Regions from separate parts of the Pan troglodytes genome. Here region 2 is linked to region 1. The links are chromatin contacts, called in public Hi-C maps. All regions are on one chromosome and are shown on one strand. The core of a region is the stretch at or near the end of the contact, and the rest is flanking DNA. Distances in the headings are between cores, read along the strand shown. Region 1 holds the start of MTMR12 (myotubularin related protein 12). Region 2 holds the start of GOLPH3 (golgi phosphoprotein 3).

What was found. Hi-C and Micro-C count contacts between places; a contact is called where the count stands out from the background.
Region 2: a contact with region 1 is called in a Hi-C map of stem cell-derived neural progenitor cells, with 2.6 times the contacts expected there. The contact joins the promoter of GOLPH3 here to the promoter of MTMR12 in region 1. A contact is called at or near these places in 1 of 7 Hi-C or Micro-C datasets (stem cell-derived neural progenitor cells) and 1 of 1 datasets of contacts at active chromatin or transcription factors (stem cell-derived excitatory neurons).

What each region holds. Positions count from the first base shown.
Region 1 is chr4:80,454,436-80,457,135 of NHGRI_mPanTro3-v2.0_pri, reverse strand. It overlaps MTMR12 (myotubularin related protein 12), which reads right to left and starts at 1,264. Exons shown (of 16, transcript XM_517831.8): 1 at 1,001-1,264. The coding sequence starts at 1,081.
Region 2 is chr4:80,589,802-80,592,501 of NHGRI_mPanTro3-v2.0_pri, reverse strand. It overlaps GOLPH3 (golgi phosphoprotein 3), which reads right to left and starts at 1,293. Exons shown (of 4, transcript XM_517830.6): 1 at 1-1,293. The coding sequence starts at 65.

The DNA of each region.
Region 1 (2,700 bases), core at 15-2,514:
CGCTCCGCCAACCCTTCAGACACACTCCCACCTCACGACCTTCCCGGGGGCTGTGCCCTCTACCTGGACGACTCTTCTCTCAGACCTCTCGTATCTTCAAGTCTCGGCTCAAATGCCACCTTTGCGAGGAGGAAAAAGATTTCTTTTCTTTCCCATGATATTTATCACCTCCTACTACACCGTATAATTTACTTAAATACCTATAATTCACCCCGTTTCTCCTTTCCCCCTCAAATAAGCTCCAGGAATGCAGAGATCTCTGTCCTGTTCACTGATGTCTATCACAAGCACTTAGTGCCTGACACACAGTAGGAGCTCGAGAAGTATTTTCTGAATGAATGAACAAATTTCTTGACCTGAAGATTCAGAAGAGTAAGAAGTGGGTGGAAAGGATGATGGTGAGGGGATGAGGAGAAAGAAGCGACAGCGGAGAATTCCCAAGGGAGAGACAAGCAGAGACTGGCTGAGGCCAGGCCGACCCCCTTTTCTCCCCGCAGCGCTGACGGGAGGCGGACGTAGGTGCAGGGCATCCCGCCAGCCGCACCCGAGGCACTCAGACGCAGGCAGCGGAGGCCGGCGGGCTTCTGGGCTCACTGAGAAAGTCCAGAGGCAGGACGGACCCACGCGGGCTCCGAGCAGGCCCCGTTGGGGGCTCCGACCCACGGCCCTACCCCTCCCAGCAGTGCCCACAACCCCAGGTCCTCTCCAGAATCCCCAGGGGCGTTCCGGGCCGCAATCCCTTCTCGGCTCGGGCCCCTCCACCAGCCTCCAGCGCTCGGGCCCTGCGCTCAGGCACCTGCCTGCCTGCGCCAGGGTCCCCATTCCGGCCCGCGCGGAGGCCCCAGCGCGCTCCTGCGGCCTCAGCCCGCCTGGCTGCCCCGTCGCCCGGCACAAGGGCAGGAAGCGCTCCGCGGCGCTCCCCGCTGCAAGGAAGGGGCTCCCGGCGCCCCTCGCCCCGGCCGCCCCTGCCCGACGCCCCGCCTGCGCGGCGCCCCCTCACCTCAGGGCGTACGTACGACACGAAGGAGGGCTTGGGGGCCTTGGTGCCGCCGCCACCGCCGACTACTCCTTTCCCCAGCATACCGCCGCCCTGGGAAGCAGCGACGCGCGGACGCAGAGGCGGCGGCTCGGGCTCCAGCTGGGGCAGCAGCGGCGGCCACCAGCACTAGCGGCTGGGGCTCCGCCCATCCCCAGGGCCGCGACCGCCGCGATGCCGCCCGCATCCGGCTCCGCCGCTGACACCGCTCGCCCCGCCCAGGCCCGTGGGCCCCGCCCACCCCGCGCGCGGGCCCAGAGAGCCGGGAGACCGCAACTGGAGGCCACGCCCCCCCATCACGTCAGGAGAGTTGGACCCGCCGAGATTCACCACCTTCCTGCGGCAGAGCCCGCCCTCATGCTTTCTCTGATTGGCCCGAGGCGCTGCCGGCCGAACCCCGCTCCCAACCCATTCTTGAGTGCACTTGGAGAGATGTTTCCTCCAACCAATCCAGAGAGCGTTCTCTCCGGACTTTCCAACGATTGGATGGCGAGGATAAAACCGTCGTCCAATGATCCTGCAGTCACCAAGTTGTCGTTAGCAGTGGTTCACGGCAGTCGTTTTCTTCCCTTTGCTTGTGTCTTTGGAATAAAACGTCCAAAAATGGGATGTATGGAATCTTGCTATAGGAGTTCCCAACTTACAGCGATGACGTTCAAGGTTTTTTATTTTATTATTTATTTACTTTTGAGACGGAGTTTTGCTCTTGTCGCCCAGGCTGTAGTGCAATGGCGCGATCTCTGCTCATTGCAACCTCCGTCTCCCAGGTTCAAGCGATTCTCTTGCCTCAGCCTCCTGAGTAGCTGGGATTACAGGCGCCCGCCACTACATCCAGCTAATTGTGTGTGTGTGTGTGTGTGTGTGTGTGTGTGTGTGTGTGTGTCGTTCTGTCGCCCAGGCTTGAGTGCAATGGCGTAGTATAGGCTCACTGCAACCTCTGCCTCCCAGGTTCAAGCGATTCTCCTGCCTCAGCCTCCCGAGTAGCTGGGATTATAGGCGCCTGCCATCACACCCGGCTAATTTTTGTATTTTTAGTAGAGACGGGGTTTCACCATGTTGGCCAGGCTAGTCTCAAACCCCTAACCTCGTGATCCGCCCGCCTCAGCCTCCCAAAGTGTTGGGATTAGAGGCATGAGCCACCGCGCCATGCCGCTAATTTTTGTATTTTTAATGGAGACGGGGGTTTCACCATGTTGGCCAGGCTGGTCTCAAACTCCTGACTTCAGATGATCCACCCGCTTCGGCCTCCCGAAGTGCTGGGATTACAGGCGTGAGCCACCGCGCCCGACCTCAAGGTTTATTATTTTAAATGTAAACAAAAATGAGACAAACGATGACTCACGCCTCTAATCCCAGCACTTTGGGAGGCTGAGGCGGGTGGATTTCTTGAGGCCAGGAGTTCAAGACCAGCCTGGCCAACATGGAGAAACCCTATCTCTACTAAAAATACAAAAATTAGCCTGGTGTGGTGGCGGGCGCCTGTAATCCCAGCTACTCGGGAGGCTGAGGCACGAGAATCGCTTGAACCAAGGTTGCAGTGAGCCAGGATCGCGCCACTGCACTCCAGCCTGGGTGGCAGAGCAAGACTCTGTCTCAAACAGAAAAAAAAAAGTGTCAAATCAAGTGTTAACAAGGCAGTAAGGAATAAGTTTGAGTGTTTGATA
Region 2 (2,700 bases), core at 44-2,543, 140 kb before region 1:
GCGTTGCGGGAGGCCTCGGTGCGCCGCTGCACCAGGCCGGAGCTGCGCTGGGTCAGCGAGGTCATGGCTCCCCCCGAGGCGCCGAGCCGGGCCGAGAGGGTCGCGGGACCGACCGGGTCGCCCTCCTCCTCCCCGCGCGGCCTCCGACCCGGGTTTCCGTGTTAAATCCGGACGCCGGGGCGAGGTCCGTCGGCAGCGGGGCCGGGGGCAGTCATGAGGAAACAGGTCAGGGCGAAGCGGGCTGGCCGGGCGTCGGCGGGGCAGGAGAGGAGCGCCTTCCTGCCTGTGGCCGCAGCCCCCGAAACACCCCGAGCTCCAAGGCGGAGGCGGCGGCGGCGCCTTTCCAATATGGCGGCCCCGGCTGACGTCACCGGAGGATGTGGCAGAGTCGGCGCGGGAGAGCTGGGCCGGGAGGCGCCGGAAGCGGCGGCCGGGGATCCGCTGCCACTGCAGCCTACACCCTTCCCGGCCCTCGGTGCTTGTCTTTTCTTTGGCGTTCCTGCGCCCCCTGACCCGCGGTCCTGCAGTCCTGCTCCCGTGACGTGCCCTCCCTCCTTCCGTTCCCCGTTTCCCCTTCACTACCCAGGGCTGGAGCCTGAACCTGGCGGGGCCCCCCGTGAATGGAAGAGCCTGGGCCACGCGAAGGTGGACCCCACTCAGCCTCCAGCCGTGCCCTCCGCGCCCCAGACACCGCCGTCTTCGGAGGCGACTCCGCGGTCGTGCGGACGGGGTCCCATTTGGACTCCGGGGTCTGCAGGATCGGCAGGAAGGACTTTGCTCTCTGCTGCTGGGCGGGGAGGGGTACGCTGTCTGCCGGGACTCCCTAACCCTTTAGAAGGAGCAAGTGCGTCCAAATGGTTTGAAAGTGGACCTTTATTGTTTTCCAGGAGTAAGAAGATAGAACAGTTGACCAGTTTTGTTTGTAAAACTTCTTTCCTTGCCTCGGACTTGTGCTATAAAGTGACCAGGGCGTAGTGAGTACAGTTAGTACCGCACACGTTAGCACGCTCGACCTTAACGATCTTTTTATAGATACAATAAACCTGCAGCGTTTCATGCCACGTCTTTGTACGCATCGGATGTCTCTCCGTGTAGTTACTAGGTGAAATCCTCTTGGCGTGCGCAAATTAGGTTAAAAAAATAGCTGTCAAACCTGAGACAGGAGTTGGAGGAGTAGAGGGTGGCGCTTGTTAAGTGAAACATTTAACCAGGAATGGTATTGTGTGCCATCCTGTATTAAACAATGTATGGACAGAGTGGAACAACAGCAAAGCAAAAAATAAAAATTTTTTTAAAAAAGTGATCATGGGCTGTGGCTAAAGAGTGCTTTAGATGGATTCTTCTCTTCCACAAATCCATTATCCAGAACTGCTGCTGCCTACCATCCCATGCCCTGGAAAGTGACAGTGCTAAATGAGGGGAAGAGAGGGTCCAGGGGGCGCACCAAGTAGACCTTCCCTTTTTCCCACCTGTCTTGGTGAAGGTCGATTTCACCTCAACCAATTTCTCCCATTCACACCCTCTTTTTTTTTTTTTTTTTGAGACGGAGTCTTGCTCTGTTGCCCAGGCTGGGGTGCAGTGGCACGATCTCGGCTCACTGCAAGCTCTGCCTCCCGGGTTCATGCCATTCTCCTGCCTCAGCCTCCTGAGTAGCTGGACTACAGGCGCCCGCCACCACGCCTGGCTAATTTTTTCTATTTTTAGTGGAGACGGGGTTTCACCGTGTTAGCCAGGATGGTCTCGATCACCTGACCTCGTGATCCGCCGGCCTTGGCCTCCCAAAGTGCTGGGATTACAGGCGTGAGCCACCGCGCCCAGCCCACACCCTCTTTGGACCTTTTTTCTTCATCTTTTCTGATTTTACCAAATGTTGTAGCTTGAAATGTTTCTTTGTAAAATAAATGTAATTAATTTATTATTTGAAAAAAGTTAATCAGGAGTAGTGGCCCACATCTGTAGTCCCAGGTCTTCGGGAGGCTGAGGCAGGAGAACCGCTTGAGCCCAGAATTTGAGGCTGCCATGAGGGTGATCGTGCCACTGCACACCAGCCTGGGAGACAGAGCAAGACCCTGTCTCAAAAAAAAAAAAAAAAAAAATGGCTGGGCGCGTTGGCTCACGCCTGTAATCCTAGCACTTTGGAAGGCCAAGGCGGACGGATCAGGAGGTCAGGAGATCGAGACCATCCTGGCTAACACGGTGAAACCCCGTCTCTACTAAAAATACATAAAATTAGCCGGGCGTGGTGCCGGGCCCCTGTAGTCCCAGCTACTCGGGAGGCTGAGGCAAGAGAATGGCGTGAACCCCGGAGGCGGAGCTTGCAGTGAGCAGAGATCGCGCCACTGCACTCCAGCCTGGGTGACAGAGCGAGACTCCGTCTCAAAAAAAAAAAAAAATTACTTGACTAATATAGTCAAGTATGTAGTTCAAAGAGTACAAAGATATGTGTAGTGAAAATCTCCCTCCCAGCTCTGCCCCTGTTCACCCAGTTGTTCTCCTTTCTCTCCTGAAGGTTTTAATGCCAACAAATCCTCTGATACTCCTCCCCTCAAAATGTGAAGCCTAATTTCCCTCCCCCTGAGTGTGGGCCAGACTCAGTGACTCTCCTGAAATGAATAGAATGTGGCCAACATGACTGTGTGGCACTTCTCAGGTCATGAAAGTCTATGCAGCTTTTTTTCCTCCCCAGCTGCCCTCCACCCC